Regions from separate parts of the Mus musculus genome. Here region 2 is linked to region 1. A link is a contact called in public HiChIP or PLAC-seq data. All regions are on one chromosome and are shown on one strand. The core of a region is the stretch at or near the end of the contact, and the rest is flanking DNA. Distances in the headings are between cores, read along the strand shown. Region 1 overlaps Hip1 (huntingtin interacting protein 1). Region 2 has its middle 16 kb from the start of Ywhag.

Region 1 (4,952 bases), core at 2,179-4,678:
TTAGTGAGCTGCCCTTGCCAGTACTTGGGTGCTGCCACGCTAATGCCCTTGAGGGAGATTTGTGGAGTTTGCAGTTGGCTCTCCTGTTTGGTCCATTAGGCAAACACAACACATATGGGGCTGTCCTTCCCTCAGATGATTGCTGTGGCAGGTCACCAGGGGACCTGAGGCCCAGCACCTGCTGTGGGGTCAGCTCAGGACTCTGTCCAGAACTACTGACTACTGTTTGTTTTTTCAGGAACACAGAGGGTGACATGCCTGGGAAGAGCCATAGGCATTCTAATTGCTAAATTTGTCATTCTGAGTACGAATCCCAGAAGTCCAGGGCACCAGCTGCCCCAAGAGCGGCTTAGCTCCACCCTCTTCCTGCTGTATTGACCAATCGCCTACTTGCTGAGACTTAGACTCTTGAGTCTTGGGCCAGCAAAATGGCTGGGCTGGTAAAGGTGTCAGACACCAAGACTGACAACCTGAGTTCAGCCCCTGGGACACACGCTGTTGAAGGAGAAAATTATCTTCTTCAGGTCAGCCTTTGACCCCACATTGTCTCTCCCCTTCTCCCTTTCTCTCTCTGATATACACTGCATACACACACACACACACACACACACACACACACACACAAAACAACACAAATGAATAAAACCTGCCAGCTGTGGTGGTGCACGCCTCTAATTCCCCAGCACATGGGAGGCAGAGGCAAGCTTATCTCTGACTTTGAAGCCAGCCTGGACTACATGTTGAGTTCCAGGTCAGCCAGGGCTACGTAGTGAGACCCTGTCTCTAAATAAATAAATACATAAATACATAAATAACATATAATAAATAGAAGTGCTGAGGTGTTTGCAGAGATATTTAACTAGGGAGGGAAGACCCACCCTGAATGTAGGCACTGATATTTCATGGGCTGGGGTCTCCGACGATAAAAAAGGAAAAAAACACAGGGCCAGGTGCTTTTGGGGAATGCCTTTAATCCCAGCACTCAGACTGGTAGATCTCTATGAGTCTACAGAGCTTAGATCCAGGACAGCTAGGGCTACACAGAGAAACCCTATCTCAAAAAACAAACAAACAAATAAGAATGAAAAAAGAAAGAAACAAAAAGTAAAAGAGAAAGAAAGGGGTTGGGGATGTAAGTCAGTGGAGTACTTGCCTGGTATACACAAGGCTGAGTTCCGTCCTTGGCACTACACAAACTGGGCACAGTTGGAGGAGCCTGTAATGCCAGCAGCACGCAGGAGGTGGAGGTAAAGGGATCAGGTACATAGCCTAAGGGACATGAAATGCTGTTTCAAAAAAAAAAAAAAAGTCATACTCAGTGATTTTCCTCCAGCTGGGCCCCACCCTACCTTTGACCACCTTCTATAATGGCATATTGTGAATACATTAAATAATTAATCCTCTGATTAGGTCAAAGCCCTCCAGATCTGTCTCTGGAGGCACCTGATAGACACACCGGAGAGATGCTTAGCCAATCCATAGGGTTCTTTTTCTTATTCTTTCTCTCTCTCTTTCTTTCCTTTCCTTTTTTTTTAAGATTTATTTATTCATTATATGTAAGTACACTGTAGCTGTCTTCAGACACACCAGGGAGTCAGATCTCGTTACGGATGGTTGTGAGCCACCATGTGGTTGCTGGGATTTGAACTCTGGACCTTTGGAAGAGCAGTCGGGTGCTCTTACCCACTGAGCCATCTCACCAGCCCCTCTTTCCTTTCCTTTCCTTTTCCTTTTTCTTCTTTTTTGCTTTTCTTTCTATTTTTTTTAGACAGGGTTTCTCTGTGTAGCTCTGGCTGTCTTAGAACCCACTTTGTAGACTAGGCTGGCCTCAAACTTACAGAGATCTGTATGCCATCAGGTTCAGCTCTTTTATGTTGCTGAGCAGTGGTGGTGCACGCCTTTAATCCCAGCACTTGGGAGGCAGAGGCAGGTGGATTTCTGAGTTCCAGACTAGCCCGGTCTACAGCTAGGACAGCCAGGGCTACACAGAGAAACTCCGTCTCGGAAGAAAAAAAAAAAAGACATGTTATAGCCGGGTGTGGTGGCAGGCACCTGTAGTTCCAGCACCCAGGAAGGAGAGACGGGCTTATCTCTGAGTTTGAAGGGGGACAGCCCAGGGCGACACAGAGAAATCTTGTTTCAACAAACAACAAAGACTTATTGTATGATTTTATTTGTGTGTGTCTGTGCTGTGCATGTGTGTGCAGAGTGCGCAGGTGTTCACAGAGGCCAGAAGGAGGCGCAAATTCCCCGGAGCTGGAGTTAGTGGTATTTGTGAGCCATCTGTTGTAGATGCTACACACTCCAAACCCTGGCCCTCTGACACAGCAGCGGTGAATGCCCTTAACCGCTGAGCTGTCTCTCTGCTCTTCTGTTACCCCTTCCTTCATATCACCTTCTCTTCCATCTTTCCTAATGTTTCTATTTATTTAATTATTCTTGTGTGTGCACATATCTGCCGTGGCACACACATGAAGGTCAGAGGACAACGATGTGGAGTCTGTTCTCTCCATTTTGCCTTCACATGGGCTCCAGGGTTCGAACTCAGCTTGCCAAAGCCTCTCCAGGCACGAGCCTTTATCTGATGGGCCATCTCTCCAACCCACGTTGGATGTTTTGAAATGTGTCTCCTGTAGTCCAGGCTAGACTTCAACTCGCTAAGGTAGCCAAAGATGAGCTTGAATGTCTAATCCCCCTGCCTCTGCCTCCTGAGGGCTGTGTTCTGCCATGGTGGGTTGATGTGACACTGGAATGGAGCTCAGAGCTTCATGCGTGCTAGGTAAGGATGCTACCCACTGAGCCACAACCTAGTCCCATCTCTTCACTGCAGATATTAAAGCATAGTATACAAAGTTGAAGAAACTTAAGGTGGGTGTGGCAGTGCACACCTGGGTCCCCAGCACCCTTGAGGCAGGTCAGGAGCTAGAGAGATGGTGGCTCTGTGGTTAAGAGTACTGCCTGCTCTTCCAGAGGACCTGGGTTTGATTCTCAACACCCACACGGAGGAGGCTCACAACCACAAATAAACAGTTGAAAAAAATACAAAAAACAAAACAAAACAAATCCAGGGACCTCTGGCCTATCCCTGCTTATCCCCAGGTTCCATGGTCACTGCTCCTTATATCAGCATGTATCTCCGTAGTCATAACAATGCCTTCTGCCCCAGCCTCCCGGATGCGCGTAGGATTGAACGAGACAATAGACCAAAAGGTATTTTGTAAACACTGCAGCCCTGTAGAGAGAGACTTTATTTTTAAAAACAATAGCGTAACAACTAAGGCTACAAGCCCTTTGACAAGCATTGTTTGATTACTAAGCTTATCACTGGGAATTACTGAAATTGATCACCTTTACAACGCAATGCTCTGTATCAACGCCCTACCCTGGCCTGGCCCCCAAGGCCTGTGGTGTGGAATGTGTAGGGCCAGGCTGCACAAATCTGGTCACCAGTAGGTGTCAGCCTCCACCAGGACACATCCACTGGTCTATATACTTGTCAAAGAATGGCAGCTTTCTCCCTTTTCCATAAAACTTTCTTTTATGTGTGGTACTGAGGCTTTCACACCTGCTAGGAAAGCACTGTCACTGAGCCACGCCCCCAGCCCCTCACTGGAGGATTCTAGGCAGGTGCTCCACCACTGAGCCACGCCCCCAGGCCCTCCCTGGGGGATTCTAGGCAGGGGCTCTACCGCTGAGCCACGCCCCCAGCCCCTTACTGGAGGATTCTAGGCAGGGCTCTACTGCTGAGTCATGCCCCCAGCCCTCTTTATATTTTGTTTGTTTGTTTAGGTTTTTTTGGTTTTTACTTTGAGGTAAGGGTCTCACTTAAATTGCCAAAGATGAGAAGTATGGTAAAGTGGGAGGGGTGAGAGACTGGGAGAAGGTAGACTACAAAGGTGGGAGGGGAGGCCAAAGCATTAAAGGTCTTGATTAAAAAAAAAAAAAGGGGATCTGTTTTTTATTTGAGGTTGGCCGATGAGAAATTATAATTAAATTACTGTAAGAATGATGAGAGAGAGGGGGCTGGAGAGATGGCTCAGCGGTTAAGAGCACTGACTGCTCTTCCGAAGGTCCTGAGTTCAAATCCCAGCAACCACATGGTGGCTCACAACCATCCGTAATGAGATCTGACACTCTCTTCTGGTGTGCCTGAAGACAGCTACAGTGTACTTAATTATAATAATAAATAAATCTTTAAAAAAAAAAAAAAAAGAATGATGAGAGAGGAAGAGACTACAGGCAAATATGTAGATCAGTTGAGAGGGTGTGTTTGTTTTACAATTTTTACTCCATTTATTTATTTACTTATTTATGTGCTTATTCATTTATTGGTGGGGCCCACACATGTCCCACATATGCCACTGTCCTTGTGTGGAGGTCAGAGGGCAGCTTCCAGTAATCAGTTGACTCCTTTTATCATGTGGGTCCCAGGGATCGAACTTAGTTCTTTAGGTAAGTGCCTTTAGGTGCTCAGCAGCCCCCAGAGGCTGTTTTCTGAGACACTTCTGCACAGGCCTCGCCCCTGTAAATGGAGCAAGGTACATTCTTGCCCCTGGCTAGCTGGTCCTCTTTTGTCACAGCTTCAGGGTGAGGTAACTGGAAAGCAGCCCAGCCCAAGGGCAGTTTAGGCAAGCTTCAGTGCTTGCTGGCCTTTGAGCATGTGCATTTCCAGTAATCGCTACAACAAAGCTGACCACAGGCTCAGTAGTTAAAACATCAGAATTCTGGGGCCAATGACAGGGCTCAATGGGTAAGGGTGCTTGCCACCAAACCCAGTGACCTAAGTTCAGATCTCCTGGATCCCACATGGTGGAAAGAATGGATTTTTGCAAACACACACACACACACACACACACACACACACACACACACACACACACGCACACACGCACAGCCTCTCTCTTTCGTAAATGTAATAAAAATAGAAGCAGTACCTTGCCCCCTCATCTTCT
Region 2 (4,490 bases), core at 212-2,711, 460 kb before region 1:
CTGAAGATGACCTTGAGTCCTCCTACTTCTACTACCTGGTACTTCCGTGGCAGGTTTGTACCACCATGCCCTGCTCCTGGCCCGACTTTTCTTGCAGATCATACAGAGAGAAGAGACAGTCCAGTTGCCTAGTCTGGTGACTTCTGCATTGTTCTCCAGGCAACCATCCATCTTGCCCTGATTGGGTCCAGCCCAGCAGCTTCCAGGATGACACTGGCATCTGACCAGCTTGCTCAGCATCTTCTCTCCCTCTCCCTGTCTCTGTGTCCAGCAATCTGTCTTCCTGCCTGCTCTTCTGTCAGATCAATCTCTCTCCCTCTCTCTCCTCTCTCCCTCCCTTTCTTCTCTTTCTTCCTTTCTGTCCTTCCTCCTTTTCCTTCCCAAACTTAACTCCCTACCTCCCTTTCCCTCTCTCCAAAGTCTCATATATCACAGGATAGTCTTAAACTCATGATGTGCAGCTGGGCCGTGGTGGCGCATGCCTTTAATCCCAGCACTTGGGAGGCAGAGGCAGGTGGATTTCTGAGTTTGAGGCCAGCCTGGTCTACAGAGTGAGTTCTAGGACAGCCAGCAGGGCCATACAGAGAAACCCTGTCTCAGAAAAAAACAAAAAAACAAAAAAACAAAACAAAACAAAAAAAACCAAAAACACTTATGATGTGCCCAAGGTTGACCTTGAACTCCTGATCCTCCTGCCTGACACCCCTCCCCCCAAACACACACACAAATACTTCCCCACAGCAGGGATTATAGGTATATGACACTAAGCTTAAGTCAAACAGATGTTTCTTTACATCTGCTCAAAAAAAAAAAAAAATCACACAACTACAATCAAGGTCCAAGCTGATCAAGCCCCCTACTTCTTTATGATTAATCTCCAAAAGCTTGTTGGACCATCTTCATTTGATACAGGTGGTCAGTGCTGCCCTGAGAATGTGAATCCCCACAGCAGAATGGGTGGATGCTTGGCTCCATTGGAAGTAGAACAGGGGGCTGGCGAGATGGCTCAGTGGGTAAGAGCACAGACTGCTCTACCGAAGGTCCTGAGTTCAAATCCCAGCAACCACATGGTGGCTCACAACCACCCATAATGAGATCTGATGCCCTCTTCTGGTATGTCTGAAGACAGCTACAGTGTACTTATGTATAATAATAAATAAATCTTTAAAAAAAAAAAAAAAAGGAAGTAGAGCCAGGAGGACTGACAATGTGGGTCTCAAGGCCACTTCACTGCCATGTGGCTTCTTCTAAAGTGCTCAGAGAAAGTCTCTTGCTTGAGGTTCACTTGGAGTTGGAACCTTGGACTTGTTTTCTGTCCCTTTGCTCAGAAAACTTAGCTGCCAACCTCATCCCTCTGGGACCCAAGCTGGTTTCTTTCCTGTGTTATTTTCTCTTCCCATTGTTGGGCGTGGACCTTAGGCCTCGCTCATGACAGGCTCAACCACTGAGCCATGCTCATAGCTCCTCCCAGATGTATTTTAGGCTGGCTAACACTTGACCAGCCAGTTCACTAAGGGATCCTGGGTAGGTGTTCTACTGCTGAGCCACACTCCCAACTCCAGCCTAGGTCCGCCCCACTATCCTGAATGTTCTCTTATCATCTTGGAGAATCTCCTCTTGTTCTGTCTTTGGACTTCAGTGTCCCCAAGAGTTACAGCCACCTGTTGACTCTCCTTCCCTGCCTAGAGACTAAACCAATGTCCTCACTTACTCTGCTCCCTTCTTCCATCTCATGGCCATGTCGACCCTATCTACTCTGCGGTTCAGATTTTGACTCTCTCAGACCCTGGTCTATGCAGTTTAGGGCTGTTAGAGAAAAAAAAAAAAATCTCAGGGTGGGACAGATGGCTGCCTCCTTAGAACATGGCCTCCAGGCCCAGATGGCTGTGGAATGGTCAGTCGTTGTAAGCCCTTACCCCCCATCCACCCACTTCAGGAGTTCCGGGAAACCAGCAGCCTGTTCTCTAGCCTGCCTCCTCCCCTCCTCCTGCCATGACTCAGCAACTGACTCCAGCTTCTACTTTCAAGAGAAATAGGCTCCCAGGAACCTCCCTGCAGTCCACTCTGAAGTCCGTCCCACTCAACTGTCATCTCAGGATGCTCTTCCCTTCCACCACCCCAGATGATCCACTTGTCCCCTCCAAGCTACCCCAACCCTCCAGCATGATTATCTCCAGGTTCTTATTCTGATTTTCAGATCTTTCTTTGTTTTGAGACAGGGTCTCACCCACCATGTAGCCAGGCTGGCCTTGAACTGGCCCTGAACTCAGAAATCCGCCTGCCTCCGCCTTCCAAGTGCTAGGATTAAAGGCGTGCACCACCACGCCCGACCCTGCATTTGTTTCGTGTGTGTGTGTGTGTGTGTGTGTGTGTGTGTGTGTGTGTGTGTGTATGGCCGTGCTCGTGTTACAGAGTACAGGTGGAGGCCAGAGGACACTTGAAGAAGTTGGTTTTCCTACCACATGGGTTCCAAGGGTCAAATTCACATTGCCATGCCAGTACATTTACCAACCGAGCCATCTTGCTTGCACTGAGGAGGCTGAGGCAAGAGGATCACAAGATCAAGGCCAGCCTGAGTGACAGAACCAGTCTAAGGCTAGCCTGGGCTGCATTTAGAGACCCTATTACAAAACCTAAACCAAGTAAACAAAGGACAGGAAAAGCAGCTGCTGGGACATACATACAATCTCAAGATGTGTGTGGCTGAGGCAGGAGGATCAGAGTAAGTTCAAAGCTAGCCTGGGACACAGGAAACCCTGTTTTAAAGAAAGTGCATAATCCCAGCACTCGGGAGGCAGAGGCAGGCAGATTTCTGAGTTCGAGGCCAGCCTGGTCTACAGAGTGAGTTCCAGGACAGCCAGGGCTACACAGAGAAACCCTGTCTTGAAAAACAAAACAAAAAACAAAACAAAAAAAAGTGCAGAGACTCAGTGGTTAAGAGGACACAGGTTCAATTCCCAGCACCCACATGGCGACTCACAACTGTCTGTAACTCCAAGATCTGACACCCTCACACAGATGTACATGCAGGCAAAACACCAGTGCACATAAAATGAAAGGAGGAGGAGGAGGAAGAGGAGGAAGCAGCAGCCAAGGAAAAACCCTGTATCTAAATAATACAATACAATACAAGAGAAAAAATACAATACAATACAGTACAAAAATTAGTGCAGGGGCGGGTGAGGTTGCTCAGTGGGTAAAATCCTTACCGTACAAATCTGGTAAATCCCGGGAACCCATCTAAAGATGGAAAGAGAATTGACTTCATAATCTTTTGCCCATCCATGGACACACACACTAACACACATATACACACCACAATATATACATATCATAATACATGCACACAGACACACACATCACAATACACATGCATATCAACATATACACTTATCACAATATACTCACACATCATACTATGCGTACACATATCACAACACACACACAAATTTTACAATACACACACTATAATAAAGTTTTAGGACCAGCAGCTCCTGCCCGGAGCCCTGACAGTCTGAGCTGGGTCTATGGAACTCACACGGTGGAAGAGAGAGCTGAGTCCTACAGCCCATCCTCTGGTCTCCATGCATGTGCACACACACAAACTAAATACAATTAAACTGAACAAGTACAATGTAAGCCTGCCCCCACGCAGCCCTTACCCCAGTTTTTCCTGGCTCAAGAACTGGAAGGCTCAGCCAGTGCCCACCGCAGGATCACATCTCATGCCTCCCCCATGGGCAAATGATAAATAGCGTTTTAGGGCTGGTGGCATGGCCCCCTCAGTAATGGCACCTACCTTGAAGCCAGCCCTTCTGGGACCTTTTTCTTTTAATCCTTTCCTCCCCTACCCCTAGAACCCAGGAAATCTCCCAGGAGGCAAGAAAGAGTCAGAAAATCCCCAGGATTCCATGTTGTTCTTCTGATCTGGATGGGACAACTGGCGTTCAAAGGATCTTGGGAGAAGGCAAGAAAATATGGGACTTTTTTTTTAGCATTATCCCAAATGGCTTGTTCTGAGCCACTCTGTCACTAGTGTGTTATTTTCAAACACAAGGGCCGAGATCAGAAACGTCACAAGCCCTTTGTTTGAGGCTAATCAGGCTTTTTCTGGCTGTAATCAAGTGGAGAAACCGAGCCCTCTAATCCACGTATGGATAAAGTTTGGTAGTAGGCTCTTCAAGGAGAGAATTAGGAGTGGATAATGTTCTAATGCTGGTTTGAGTGGTATTGTAGGAGGGGAAGCCAGAATGGTGGCTCACACCTGGAATCCCAGCACCCTGGGGACAGTTAGGACCAGCCTAGGCTATGTGGAGCCAGACCCTGTCTCAAAACAAAGTCCACAATAATAACAATGAAGAGGAACAGGAGCAGAGGAGGATGGGGAAGAGGAGAATGAGAAGAAGGAGATTCCAGCTAGCATACTTATCCTGTCTGAGCTATGGAGATTGCATTAAAATGCAGAGGTGGCCCTCACCAGGTTCCAAGCC

Evidence for each region. HiChIP or PLAC-seq counts read pairs in DNA pulled down with a chosen protein or histone mark.
Region 2: an H3K27ac HiChIP or PLAC-seq map of embryonic stem cells shows a contact between it and region 1, with 5 read pairs. The contact joins two enhancer-like sites.

What each region holds. Positions count from the first base shown.
Region 1 is chr5:135,492,952-135,497,903 of GRCm38.p6, reverse strand. The region is part of intron 1 of Hip1 (huntingtin interacting protein 1); the gene reads left to right. Among named protein-coding and RNA genes, the nearest start is that of Gm52790, 40 kb to the left of the region's middle. Within about 2 kb of position 3,428, at least 28 of the 459 cell types and tissues checked have an H3K27ac peak or open chromatin away from gene starts, as enhancers often do. A contact at or near this core is called in embryonic stem cells, where this site is marked.
Region 2 is chr5:135,948,717-135,953,206 of GRCm38.p6, reverse strand. No RefSeq gene overlaps it. Among named protein-coding and RNA genes, the nearest start is that of Ywhag, 16 kb to the right of the region's middle. Within about 2 kb of position 1,461, at least 99 of the 459 cell types and tissues checked have an H3K27ac peak or open chromatin away from gene starts, as enhancers often do. A contact at or near this core is called in embryonic stem cells, where this site is marked.